2 separate regions of the Mus musculus genome follow, and region 1 is linked to region 2. The links are chromatin contacts, called in public HiChIP or PLAC-seq maps. All regions are on one chromosome and are shown on one strand. The core of a region is the stretch at or near the end of the contact, and the rest is flanking DNA. Distances in the headings are between cores, read along the strand shown. Region 1 overlaps Rgs6 (regulator of G-protein signaling 6). Region 2 holds the start of Pcnx (pecanex homolog).

What was found. HiChIP or PLAC-seq counts read pairs in DNA pulled down with a chosen protein or histone mark.
Region 1: an H3K4me3 HiChIP or PLAC-seq map of stem cell-derived neural progenitor cells shows a contact between it and region 2, with 3 times the contacts expected there. The contact joins the enhancer-like site here to the promoter of Pcnx in region 2. A contact is called at or near these places in 2 of 39 promoter capture datasets (embryonic stem cells and hippocampal neurons) and 3 of 115 datasets of contacts at active chromatin or transcription factors (embryonic forebrain, large pre-B cells and stem cell-derived neural progenitor cells).

What each region holds. Positions count from the first base shown.
Region 1 is chr12:83,041,863-83,047,935 of GRCm38.p6, forward strand. It overlaps Rgs6 (regulator of G-protein signaling 6), which reads left to right. Exons shown (of 17, transcript NM_015812.4): 4 at 5,697-5,747. Among named protein-coding and RNA genes, the nearest start is that of Gm31187, 38 kb to the right of the region's middle. Within about 2 kb of position 2,974, at least 39 of the 459 cell types and tissues checked have an H3K27ac peak or open chromatin away from gene starts, as enhancers often do. A contact at or near this core is called in hippocampal neurons and stem cell-derived neural progenitor cells, where this site is marked.
Region 2 is chr12:81,857,639-81,863,201 of GRCm38.p6, forward strand. It overlaps Pcnx (pecanex homolog), which reads left to right and starts at 2,392. Exons shown (of 36, transcript NM_018814.3): 1 at 2,392-2,886. The coding sequence starts at 2,734.

The DNA of each region.
Region 1 (6,073 bases), core at 1,724-4,223, 1.2 Mb after region 2:
ATGCCCTTTACTGACCTGTCAAGGCAAAACTGAGTCTGGAGATGAGGTCCAGTTGGTAGGATGCTCACCTAACATCCTTGAAGCCCCAAGTTTGACCCCCCAGCACTGCATAAACTGGATGTGATAGCTGCAGTAATCCCAGCCCCCAGGAGTTTGGTCATCCCAGTTACAGGCCAGCCTGGGCTACAGGAGACCCTGTCTCAAAACAAGTATCAACAACAAAGTCCTAGCCCAGCAACACCTGTCTTTGTTCACTGATATCCGGTTTTCCAAAACAGAAGAAGCTACTCCGAGTCCCTTTTACTTCCATCTACTTTGGTCTATAAGGCTGGTTTGTTTGTTTGTTTGTTTGTTTGTTTGTTTGTTTGTTTTTCGAGACACGGTTTCTTTCTCTGTGTAACCTTGATTGTCCTAGAACCCATTCTGTAGAACAGGCTAGTCTTGAATTCACAGATTTGCCTGCCTCTGCCCCTGCTAGGATTAAAGGTGTGTACCACCATACTTAGCAAGAGGCTACTTCTTGCCTCTCCACTATTGAAAATAAAAAGTATTTCTTTGTAAAGCATATAGAATGTTCTGTGAGCTTAAAATAGTTCAGAAATGAATAGTTTGATAACTCTCCTTTGTCCAAGATAGCCTAAAGTTAACACATTATTTCCAGAACTGTTCTTTTTCATGTCTGTATGTGCTTATATATGTGTGTGATTAATAAAATAGGAATTTTTCTGCTGTAAAGAATATCATTTCACCCTATATATTTGTACTGGCTAGTTTTGTGTGTCAACTTGACACAGGCTGGAGTTATCACAGAGAAAGGAGCTTCCGTTGAGGAAATGCCTCCATGACATCCAGCTGTGGAGCATTTTCTCTGTTGGTGATCAAGGAAGGAGGCCCCACTGTGGTTGGGACCATCCCTGGGCTGGTAGTCTTGGGTTCTATAAGAGAGCAAGCTGAGCAAGCCAGGGGAAGAAAGCCAGTAAGAAACATCCCTCCATGGCCTCTGCATCAGCTCCTGCTTCCTGACCTGCTTGAGTTCCAGTCCTGACTTCCTTTAGTGATAAACAGCAAGGTGGAAGTGTAAGCTGAATAAACCATTTCCTCCACAACTTGCTTCTTGGTCATGATGTGTGTGCAGGAATAGAAACCCTGGCTAGGACAGTATTCTTGGTTGATGTGGTATTTTCCAATCAGAATAGTAGTTCAATAAATATTTATTGCATGAATGAGTCATGGTTTACTTCCTTTCTTGTTAGAAGAATTTTATACTGATGCCCTTTCAATAAATATGTTTATATGTAAAAGATACAGTAGAAAGGCATACTACAGCACACATGAAGCACAGCATGTAACTGCTGGTCATAAACATATTCTTACATACAGGGATACAGTACGCAAGCAGTGGAAGGTTCTTGAGTACTCTGGTGTAATGCATATTCCTGTATTGTGAGTTGTTAAATTACTTTTAGTGGTGCTGGAGTGATGGCTCAGTTGCTAAGGTGTTTGTCACACAAGTGTGAGACATGAGTTCAGATCTCTAGAACCCACTTAAAGCTGGGTATGACCATGAGCCTATAATTCCTGTACTGGGAAAACAGACATAGGTAGATTCCTGTAGCTCACTGGACAGACAGACAGACAGACAGCGTAGCTGAGTAGATGAGCTCCAGATTCAATAAGAAACCTTACTTTTCAGGAGGCAGAAGAAGACGAATCTCCAAGTTTGAGGTCAGCCTGGTCTACAGAGTGAGTTCCAGGACAGCCAGGGCTACACAGAGAAATCCTGTCTCAGAGAGAGAGACAGAGACAGAAACAGAGACAGAGAGAGAGAGAGGCCCTGTCTCAAGAATGACGTAAAGAGTAGCTGAAGGAGGTGTGTGCATTCATCTCTGACATACAAATGCATGTGTAAAATACTTGTACACGCACCCACATAGCATGTACATAACACAGAAAGAGAGAGAGAGAGAGATGCAATTGGCCTCAGGAAGACAGCTTCTAGGTCAGTGTCTTGGGCTCTAGGGAACAGAGTAACTCCGCTGTGTGTGTTACACTGTGCCGTGTTATCAGTCTGTAAGTCCCTGCAGGGCGTCTTACAAAGGTAAGCTCTAAAAACCAACAGTGGAAACAGAAGGCAGCAGTTATTTTCCGATGAAACAGAAATGAATCTTCTTCAAATTCTTTTGTGGAGAGAAAGGAAAGGACAGTCGCTGGAGTTGGTGGAGAGAGAGGAAAAATTAAAAGCAAATGCTTGCTCCCGTTGCTGTGTGGACTGTTCCCATCTGGCTATAACATGCCTAGTTGGAGCACTTTCATAATATTATGACATATTTGCCTTTCCTGCTTATTGTGGGGCTGAACCACAGTGGTTCATTTCCAGCCCCAAAGCTGGGGTAGGCCATTTGTGGATCAGTCAGTCCTTAGAAGCAGGAAATAGCACTCCTAAAAAGCAGTGAGGGGGAAGCGGACCCATCCCTAAGCATCCTCCAGCATGCTTGCCGCAGGCCACAGAATGGTACCCACTGTGTGTGAGAGACAGTGACGGAACAGCAGATAAAGTATCCTTACCCAGGATAGCCAAGAATAGCAGCTTAATCCCCACATGGCAACTGCCAGTGTCACTATACCAGGACACAAAACCCAGCTCTGTGGTCCCCAAAGTGTTAGTGGGAGGAGAAAAGTGCTTAATTGCTATCCTTTAGCTCAGTGAAGGTGACCAGGGTTTGGTAGAGCCAGAGAAAAATTGGACCAGAAACTGAGTGCCAAAGAGGGTTAGAAATCCAGACAATGGGCCTGGGGCCTGGGGAGGGTGGGTAGGAGAGCAGGGAAGGAGTTTCAATGTGAATGAATACTAATTAGTGACATGGATATTAATGATGACAGTAATTAACAGGGGAAAGGAAGGGCTGTCATTGTCCCAGAGTGAGCAATCAATCTTGGCAGGTGATAAATAATGGCTGAGCAAGCTCAGCGGAAAGATAATCCACAGGCCCCGGGGAGAGTCGGAGTGATCCTGGAAGCCTCTCGGTTTCCAGGCAACCCACAGAAAAGAACTATTTTTCTTTAAGGAAAAAAAAAAAAAAAAGAACAGGTTAGTGTCTCTCCCCCACCCCCAGTTTGGGATTACAGTTCTTAGCTGATGTCTGTTTTGTTCTGCATTTCCTAGAACAAATAACAGAACTTCTGCGATGTGGGGGGAAAATGAGCATGCGCACACACGTACCCACGGAGGTACAAGTGAACGCCCTCTCAAAGGATGGGAACGGATTGAAGTGTTTTTACATCCAGTTTCGGCTCATAGATGTGGTCCGGAAGCTCGGGTGGGAAGCTTCCTAGTCTTGCCTTAGAGGCTGACATGTGAGGAAATGGAATTGTCAATGAGGGCTGACCCCAGGCAAAGCCCATGAGGACAAGGGTAAAGCCCTGGCAGCGCCAAGGCACTGGCATTGAGCCACACAGAAATCAGACACCAAAGGTCCAGGCTGTCCCGCCATCAGAGATCTCACTTCTAGTCTAATGATCAAATGTCTGAAATTTTTGATTCTCAAAAAAAGAGTGTCTCAGTAAATTCCTCTGTTGGATCTCATTCACCTGTCTGGGAAGCTAGCCAGGCAGCGATTAGCCTGCTAATCTAATCTACCCTCCCCTGCCTGCTTTCCCTCACACACACACACACACACACACACACACACACACACACACACACACACACACACACCAGGGTTTCAGACCTGCTCTCGACTCAGATCTGGAAATATTGTTCCTTTGAACCCATTTTCTATCAAAGTATGATAAAGCCATGTTTAGAGGTCTGTGTAAAATGAAATCTTCGGGTGACATGGTGGGTAGATCAGATATTTGGAATCTTGCAGATATTGGGTTCCTGCATGCCTGTGATGTACCTGGAGGCCTGGATCCTAAAATCCTGACTATAGAGGCAAACGAATGAGAACCAACACAGAGATATCAGTACCCAAAAGCTGGGTCAGGTGGGGCTGTGTGTACTCTGATGGAGCTGCACTGACCACCCTGGCGACCCAGATCCTCTCTCTCTCTGTGTTTGTTACGTATCGCCCAGGGAGCAGTGATAGCTAGTCTCGGTAAGAGATCTCTGTAAGGGACTGTCTCCATCTGTAAACTCCTAAGAAAGGAAGTTTAGACCTGGACCGCCCCCTCCCCACAAAGAAGACTTTGCTGTGCTTCTGAGCCTCGTCAGGAAGAAGGCTTTCCCAGCTCCACAGAATTGAGCTACTGGGGACCTTGGCACATCAATAATACACACTCCCTCAGGGATTCCCCTGCTCTCTACACACTCCTGTGTGAGCTAAGCTGCTCTTGGTTCTAGGTGCATCTTTTTAAAGGAAGATAGTAAAAGGGAGTTTGTTCAGGGACTGTGGCCCATGGCAAGGGGCTCCAGACCAAACCATGGGATGAATGCAGGTCTGCCACACTGGAACACTGATGACTGATCGGAGGACTGACCAAAATCTGACAGGATGGTCTCAGAGTAATGAGGTCTGGGTTCAGGTTCACTGTTCTGTCACCAGAAGACAAAACCAAGAGGAAGAATTTCTGTTCAAGCGTGACTTACCCTAGAGCACACTGCCGGGCAGGGAGTTCGTGAGTCCCTAAGAACTGGGCTTATTCCAAACACAGATAATGCCTCTCACGAGGACCCCAAAGAGTCCTACATTTTCATGGTGAGATCCACGACCCCATCCATACTGTGTGTCTGTTTCACTCAGTCTCCCAGAGAACTAAGGGAAGGGTCTGGGAGGTGTGCATGGCCCACACAGGAGTTTTCACAGGCCAGATCAGGACGTGGTATAGGTCATTCTACCCACGCCTATAATTAGTATAGTAGGTTCACAGCCTTCTTCAGGGGTGGGGGTTGGATATGTAAGGTAGCTGGGGCCCGAAGCAAAATGGAGACGCTGCGAGTGAAGACTCCGAAGTGTCTACTGCAGACCCAGAGGCATGTTGATTCAGAATGGACTCACAGCTGAAATGAATGGGTTTTTCAAGAACCTTGAAGTCTCCTGAGCTGGTTAGCCCTTGTCGGTAGGCATGATGCCAAGGACGAAATGTTCTGGGAGCAGGCATACTCAGGTCTTGCCAGCCTGTCTTGGGGAAACCACTGAAATCCATGTCCTCAGTAAGTTTCTGACGGATGCTCCCTAGAAATGCAGATAAAACTGAGACCTCAGAAGTGAATTTGGATTTTTCGTTTTGGTTTGTTTGGTTGGTTTGATCGGTAGGTTTTTATTTTTTCTTCCTTTCTTTTTCCTGTTTGTTTTTCTTCCTTTCTTGTAAAAAGATTGGAATATAGGGAGTGCAGCTCAACTGGTTGCCTAGAATGCATGAAGCCCTGTGTTTGAGCCCCAGGACTGTAGAAACTAGGCACGGTGGTGCAAGACTGGGATCTCAGCATCCTCGTCTGTATAGAAAATTCAAGGCCAGCCTGGGATGCACCAAAGCCTTGTCCATTAAAGAAGGAAGAAAAGGAGGGATAACAATGATTGCATCATAACCGTGGAAATGTTCCAGTGGATAGGAAAGGCTGGGTACCATGGGAAAGTATCAATACTGTGCATCTCTTGGACTATGTGCTGCTGGGCTTAGGATAGCTTAGGACTCTGGTGAAGACGTTACATCTGCTACCAATGAGATCTTCAACTGTGATTGCTTTGTCCTTGCAGGTACTGACATTGTACAGTGGCTTATGAAGAACCTTTCCATTGAGGACCCAGGTACTTGACCCTTGACCTTTACCTTGGCCTTTACCTTGACCCTTGACCTTGCCTTTACCTGCCCTGGTGTTGGTACACATGCCATAGCCAACTTCTCCAAGGGGCTCCTACAGTCTTGAAAAGAAGGCTTATCATTGTGGGGTCCAGGATGTGGGATCATTGTATTTGCAGATAGAAGTCGTTCATTTTCTCCACTGAATGCCTATCATCACGTTAAAAAAAAAAATCACCCTTTGAGGAAGTGAGCCACTATTTAGAATGCCAAAGAGCTCATCACAATAGCGTGGGAAATGAGATGAATTCTCTCGTTAGCCGTAGCAATTAAA
Region 2 (5,563 bases), core at 1,142-3,641:
GCCTTCTTTCAACTGCCAGTTAATCTGCATTCTTCTAAAAAGCTTCTACCAGTTCAGGGTGAAAGAGGCAGTTTCTATCTGCCCTCTTTTAACTTTCTGGCCCTGCTGTCCGGCTGCCCCTTTTCACGTAGAGACTATTGCTGTATAGCTCCCTTCTTTAGGTTCTGGGATTAAGCCCAGGAATGTTGGAAGGGAATTAGGGTTTTACATTAACACCCAGGGGCCTCAACATACTGTATCCACACAGTGTGAGAATTTGTCCCAGTTCTAGGCAGTAAGCTACTTTCCCTGTTAAAGTAGCCATCAAATCTGGCCTTGTTCTCTTGGGTCACCAGAATTTGCCCAGCACCTAAACTTAAGGCCATGAATTTAGACCTGGAAAACCTTAGCAGCAAGGTTGGGGCCTTGCAATAAGCAACATATTTTTCTCATTCTTGCCATAACATTTCCTTGAGCTTCCAGGCTGCCTTGCAGCTGTGTCGGCTCCTCACATGTTGGAGATCCCTGCTGCCGGCTGCCTTCCTGGCTTGCTGCGGGTTTGGTTCTATATCCACTACGTACTCTTTTCTGGTCCAGCTGGGTCTGCCTCCCACCCCACGGATGAGTCCAGTGCTAGACCCCATTTCTCCCAGTCGGCCTCGCTGTGACAGTCCATCCTTTCATATTAAACCACAGTGGATATTTGTTGGCATGGAAACTAATGTGCTATTGGAATTTTATCCTGGTTTACATCTTCCTTTGTTTTGGAAAGCTTGGGATCGCTTCCAGTTTCTCAAGAGAGCTTTCCTGTCTCCTTCAGGAGACACAAAAGAAAACTCAACCATCTTGTGCCTGTGAATCAAGCCATTAGGTCACTATTTTAATTATAATATTGTATTACTTAATCTTGATTTTGTTTTTAGTCATACATTTAAAATATATGTTGATGTGAATTTATTTACACCCTTTAAAGTGCTTTGAACTTAGATCACTTTGTGATTATACAACGGAAAGTGGTGTTCTTCCTACCTGAAAGGTTCTTACAATCTCTGGAAGGCTTCTTAAAACTTTTTGGTTTTTCCCTAGTCTCTCACCCAGTTTCCCTAGAGAGATAATGTGAGAATTTCCTTTTCTAAGTCATTCTGAGGTGATGCCCCCATCACCTTTGAGAACAGCTGACTATATCCTTAAGCCTGAAGGTCCTGCCTGAGTTCTAACTCCTACCTGAGTGGATATGAAAGGCTCAGTCCATGCTGCTAGGATGAACGCTGACTTCTGAGCACTCCACAGCTTATTACTTATGAGAACCTGGGCAATCACTCTGAGTGGCAGAGCCCTCACTGGTAAAAATAAGGATAGCCCTGGCTGTGTTAAAGGAGCGTTGTGAAGGTTAAGTGGAGCAGGTGTGAGCATAACCAGCTATACAGTGGCATGATACCCAGAGGCACTGCGATGGGTTTTAACCACTTCTTAAAATGTCACCAACTGCTCTGTCTCACTTGCTTTCCTCATTAATTATAGCAACTTTAATCTGGGAAAACAGAGTACGTTTATTGCTACAATAAACTCAACCTTCAAACCCTTAAAAAAAAAAAGCCATCCAGTGAGATCAGACATACTTCAGAAACATTAGACTGGGCCAAGAATGATTCCCAGTTTTCACAGCTATAAAAAGAGAAGTACAAGACCCCATTCAAAGTTTGGGTGGAGTCAGGAATCTTTCAACTCTGCTGAGATTGGCCCATTGATAAAAATGGTTACTAGTTGCACCACATGAAAAAGAAAAGTTGTGGTGCAAGCATAACTTGGTCATGTCATACTTTTGTATCTCTTGCAGCTTGTATTAATTTACACCTATTTGGAAGCAGTAAAGCTTCTAGTTCTTGACGTCGTCGCCCTTTTTCTCACTCAAGCTGCTTCGGGTCCAAAAAAGGGTAACACAGTTCTTTTCAACTCTGCTTTAATTCTTCCAGTCCTGCAGTGTCAAACTCAGACAGTTTACCCCCAAATGTTTTTTACTTGTTTTGTCTTGGGCAATTGCCACAAACGGCAGCCCCTGCAAGGTCTACGAATTCTGGAAGTCTGGAAGTCCGCTCGACTTTAAAGAGCTTGCAGTGGTCGGTCATGCCCGGTGCAGTGCCATCCGGGTTGCAAACTCGGACCCGACCGGATCCCACCCCACCCCACCCCACCCGACCCCACCCCACCCCACCCGACCCCACCCCCATCCCCACCCCGGCCAGATGCTGCTTCTGCAGGCTTCTCCCAACAGGAGGCGCCCGTGCGACCCAGGCGCTGCGCGTACCCGTGGGGACCGCTCCGCGGGTGGAGGGAGCAGGAGGAGGAGCCGGAGGGGGCGCGGCTTCCTCCGCGTCCTGCCGGGCGCCCGCTCGCCTGCTCCGCCGGGCCGAGGCTGGCGGCCGGCGGGGGTCGCGGCGGCGGAGGCGGCGGCGGCGGCGGCAGCGCTGGCGGACTGGGCTCGGGCTCGGAGCTCGAAGACAAGATGGCGGCGGCGCTCAGGAGCCCGGCCTCCTCCTCCTCCTCGCCGCTCTCCGCCCTGCCGCTCGCCGCCTCCTCCTCCGCCGTCTCCTCCTCCTCCTCCTCGTGCAGCAGCACCAGCGAGCGCCGCGGCGCCGGGCCGCTCTCCCGGAGCTCGGGAGGGGGCTAGACCGGTCCGCGGGCGCGCAGGCGACGAGGCCGAAGCTGGGGCCGGGGCGGGGACGGCGGCGGCGGCGGCGGCGACGCCGGGTGGGGATGGGGTCGCAGACGCTGCAGATCCTCCGGCAGGGGGTGTGGGCCGCGCTCAGCGGCGGCTGGTACTACGACCCGCACCAGGCCACCTTCGTGAACGCGCTCCACCTCTACCTGTGGCTCTTTCTGCTCGGCCTGCCCTTCACGCTTTACATGGTGAGTGGGGGCGGGGACGGGGACCCGCAGCGGACGCTCGGCTGTGATCCTCGGGGGCCCGGGGGTCGCGCCCCTGTCCTCCCCGCGTCCCGCGGTCCCGGCGGCGGGCGGACGCTCCCCTCCCCCGCTGGCTCCGCTCCGGGCCCCGGGTTTCCCGTGTTTTCAGCACCTCCCTTCCCGCCGGTCCCCGGCCGGGTCCCGCTTTCCTAGCGCCTCTCGTGCGGGTCTGCGTAACTGGCGCCCCGAGGCCTTCCATCGGGGGTCCCCGGTCGTTCCCCGGGCCTCGGACTATCTACCTCCCGCTCCCCGGGGGCATCCCCGCCCGCACCTCGGCCCCCGGCTGTGTGCGGAGCCCGGGGGAGGCCGTGCGCGCTCCGGCAGAAACGGAGTCGCAGGGTGTCCCGGCTCGTACTCGCTTCCCGTGCTGGGGGAAACCCCCAGCGGGCTCGCGCCTCCGCAAACCGCTGATCGGTTGAGTGCGGGTTCCATTCGGTTCAGCCCCGCGGCGAGGGACCGCGGTGTTGTCAGGCTAGCGCTGCCGGCAGGGAGCGGGGAGATACGAGAGCCTGGCTGGCGTTTGTTTGCGTTGGTTCAAGGCCTTTGACTGGCTGGGAAAAGGAGAGTGCCGCCGCCTGTTGCTTGGTGCTCTCGGTCCAGTTTCTCTGAAGTGTTTTTGGTGTTCCCAGACGGTTTCCTTCTATAGCCAAGGCTGGCCTGAGAGTCACTGTGCAGTCCAGGCCTCAGGAGTGTTTTTAGAGGATGTTTTCCTGAAAGATGTTTGCACATTTCTTAAAAATAAAAAATAAAATAAAAGCACAATTTTAGGTGGCACATTTGAGAAAACAAAGCTTTCAAATTTTAAAGTGATTGGAAGGAAGGATATTAACTTTTATTTTCAGGGAATTTCTGCTAACTTCATGGTTCTTCAGAGGGCTAGAACAAAGGTGCTGGGTTACTAAGTCCCCGAATGGAGAGTATGAGAAGTACCGCGAGTTAGGGCAGCCTATTTGCCTCTTTTCTCAGTATCACTAAGGCAGGAACATGCCTTGGGGGATGGCGAGTGTGTGTGTGTGTGTGTGTGTGTGTGTGCTCGCGCTAAATGTCACATTGTCAAGCAGATTCTGATTTCTAATAGGAATGTGTTCGAAGGGACTTACCCCAGCTTAAAGGAGCTGTTTATTACAGGACTTGGTCTTGTCAGATTCTGAAAATTTATCATTAAATGTTATAATTTCTGTTCATTGTGGCCGATCGGGTTCACTCTGCATCAGCATCCCTTCCAGGAGTGCGATGTCCTTAATGAGCAGCTCTGTGGCTGTGGTGGTGAGGCGGCCCTTCAAGCTCACTCGCTTTCAGAGCTGCCCTCCCGGGTGTCCAGACAGGTTGTACATTAAAGGCAAAATGATCGTTGGGAGGTCAGGATTTGTTGCTGTGCTGTGTAAGGTTTGGGTCTAAGCCTCTTTGTGGAATTAACACCACTGAGGACTTCAGAGGAAGCGGAAAGCCATATATTGAATTACCCGGGAGTTTATTCAGTTAAGCTCGATTCTCAGGTATTTGAGTGTCCGCTGTGCACTAGGTACTTTGCCAGGTTCTGGGAAAATAAAAGTGCTTCACTTCAACGAATGGCAGCTCCACTCTTCCTGAAGCTTTAAAAGCTCTCATAGGCTTCTCTTTCTCCTCACTCCCAGTCCACGCACAAAGCTAGTGAGTTCTGTCTTTAAAATCTGACAGGAGTCCATCATCCCCCAGTCAGGCCTGGTTCAAGCAGCTCTGCCCTGCTGGGTACTTGTCTGGGGTGGGGGTGCGGGCTGGCAGGGGGTGTGTGATGGCATTTGTATCAAGGCTTGCTGTTTCTGCTCTTGCTTCCCTACACACAGATCAGGATTCTTTGAGGTCCTGTGACCCTTGTGCGTAGACCAGCTTCCCCTCTGCCCTTGCTCTGCCCCTTTCTATACTCAGTTCGACTGCTTGCAGTCTACCCAGCAGCTGACATGTCGTCACTGTGCCCTGGGCTGGGTGTGCTTGCCCTTCCTACTCTGTCAGGGGCCTCTCCCTTCCAGATGATTGTGTGGCCTGCCTTTGGTTAGGTTATTTCGGGTTTCTGGCGTGTGAGACTTTCCCTGATAAGTAACATAGCAGCCTCTGACCTCTTCTGCCCGCTTTCTGAACAGCGGTTTCTGCTGGCTGAGGCACACACTCACTTGCTGGTTCTGTCACCCTGTTGCACCGAGGAAAGCTAATAATAGACTTGAAGCTCTGACCAGGCAGGGGTTTCTCTCTGTTCATTGCTGTACTCTTAAGGATGTAGAGCAGTGCCAGACTGACACACAGTAATGAGACGTTAGACATATGACTGGCAATGGATCCGATTCACTTTTTTCTGTCAGGGAACTTAGGAGTCTAGGCTGGGATAAGCAGCAGCAAGCTTAGAACTGTAGGGACGATGAATGATCAGAGGTCGTGGTCTGGAACTTAGCACAGAGGAGTGTAGCAGTTTAGGAAACAAGCTAGTGCTATAGTAGTGAGGTCAATAGTGTGACATATATATCCAGATCAAAGCAGAAGCTCACCTTCTGTATTAAAATCTCACCCATGGTTAGTATTCATGTGTTCTTCCAATAGTAGCTGCAGGTGACGGTGACTTTACTGAGTTTGTGTATAGGTTCTTAGCCCA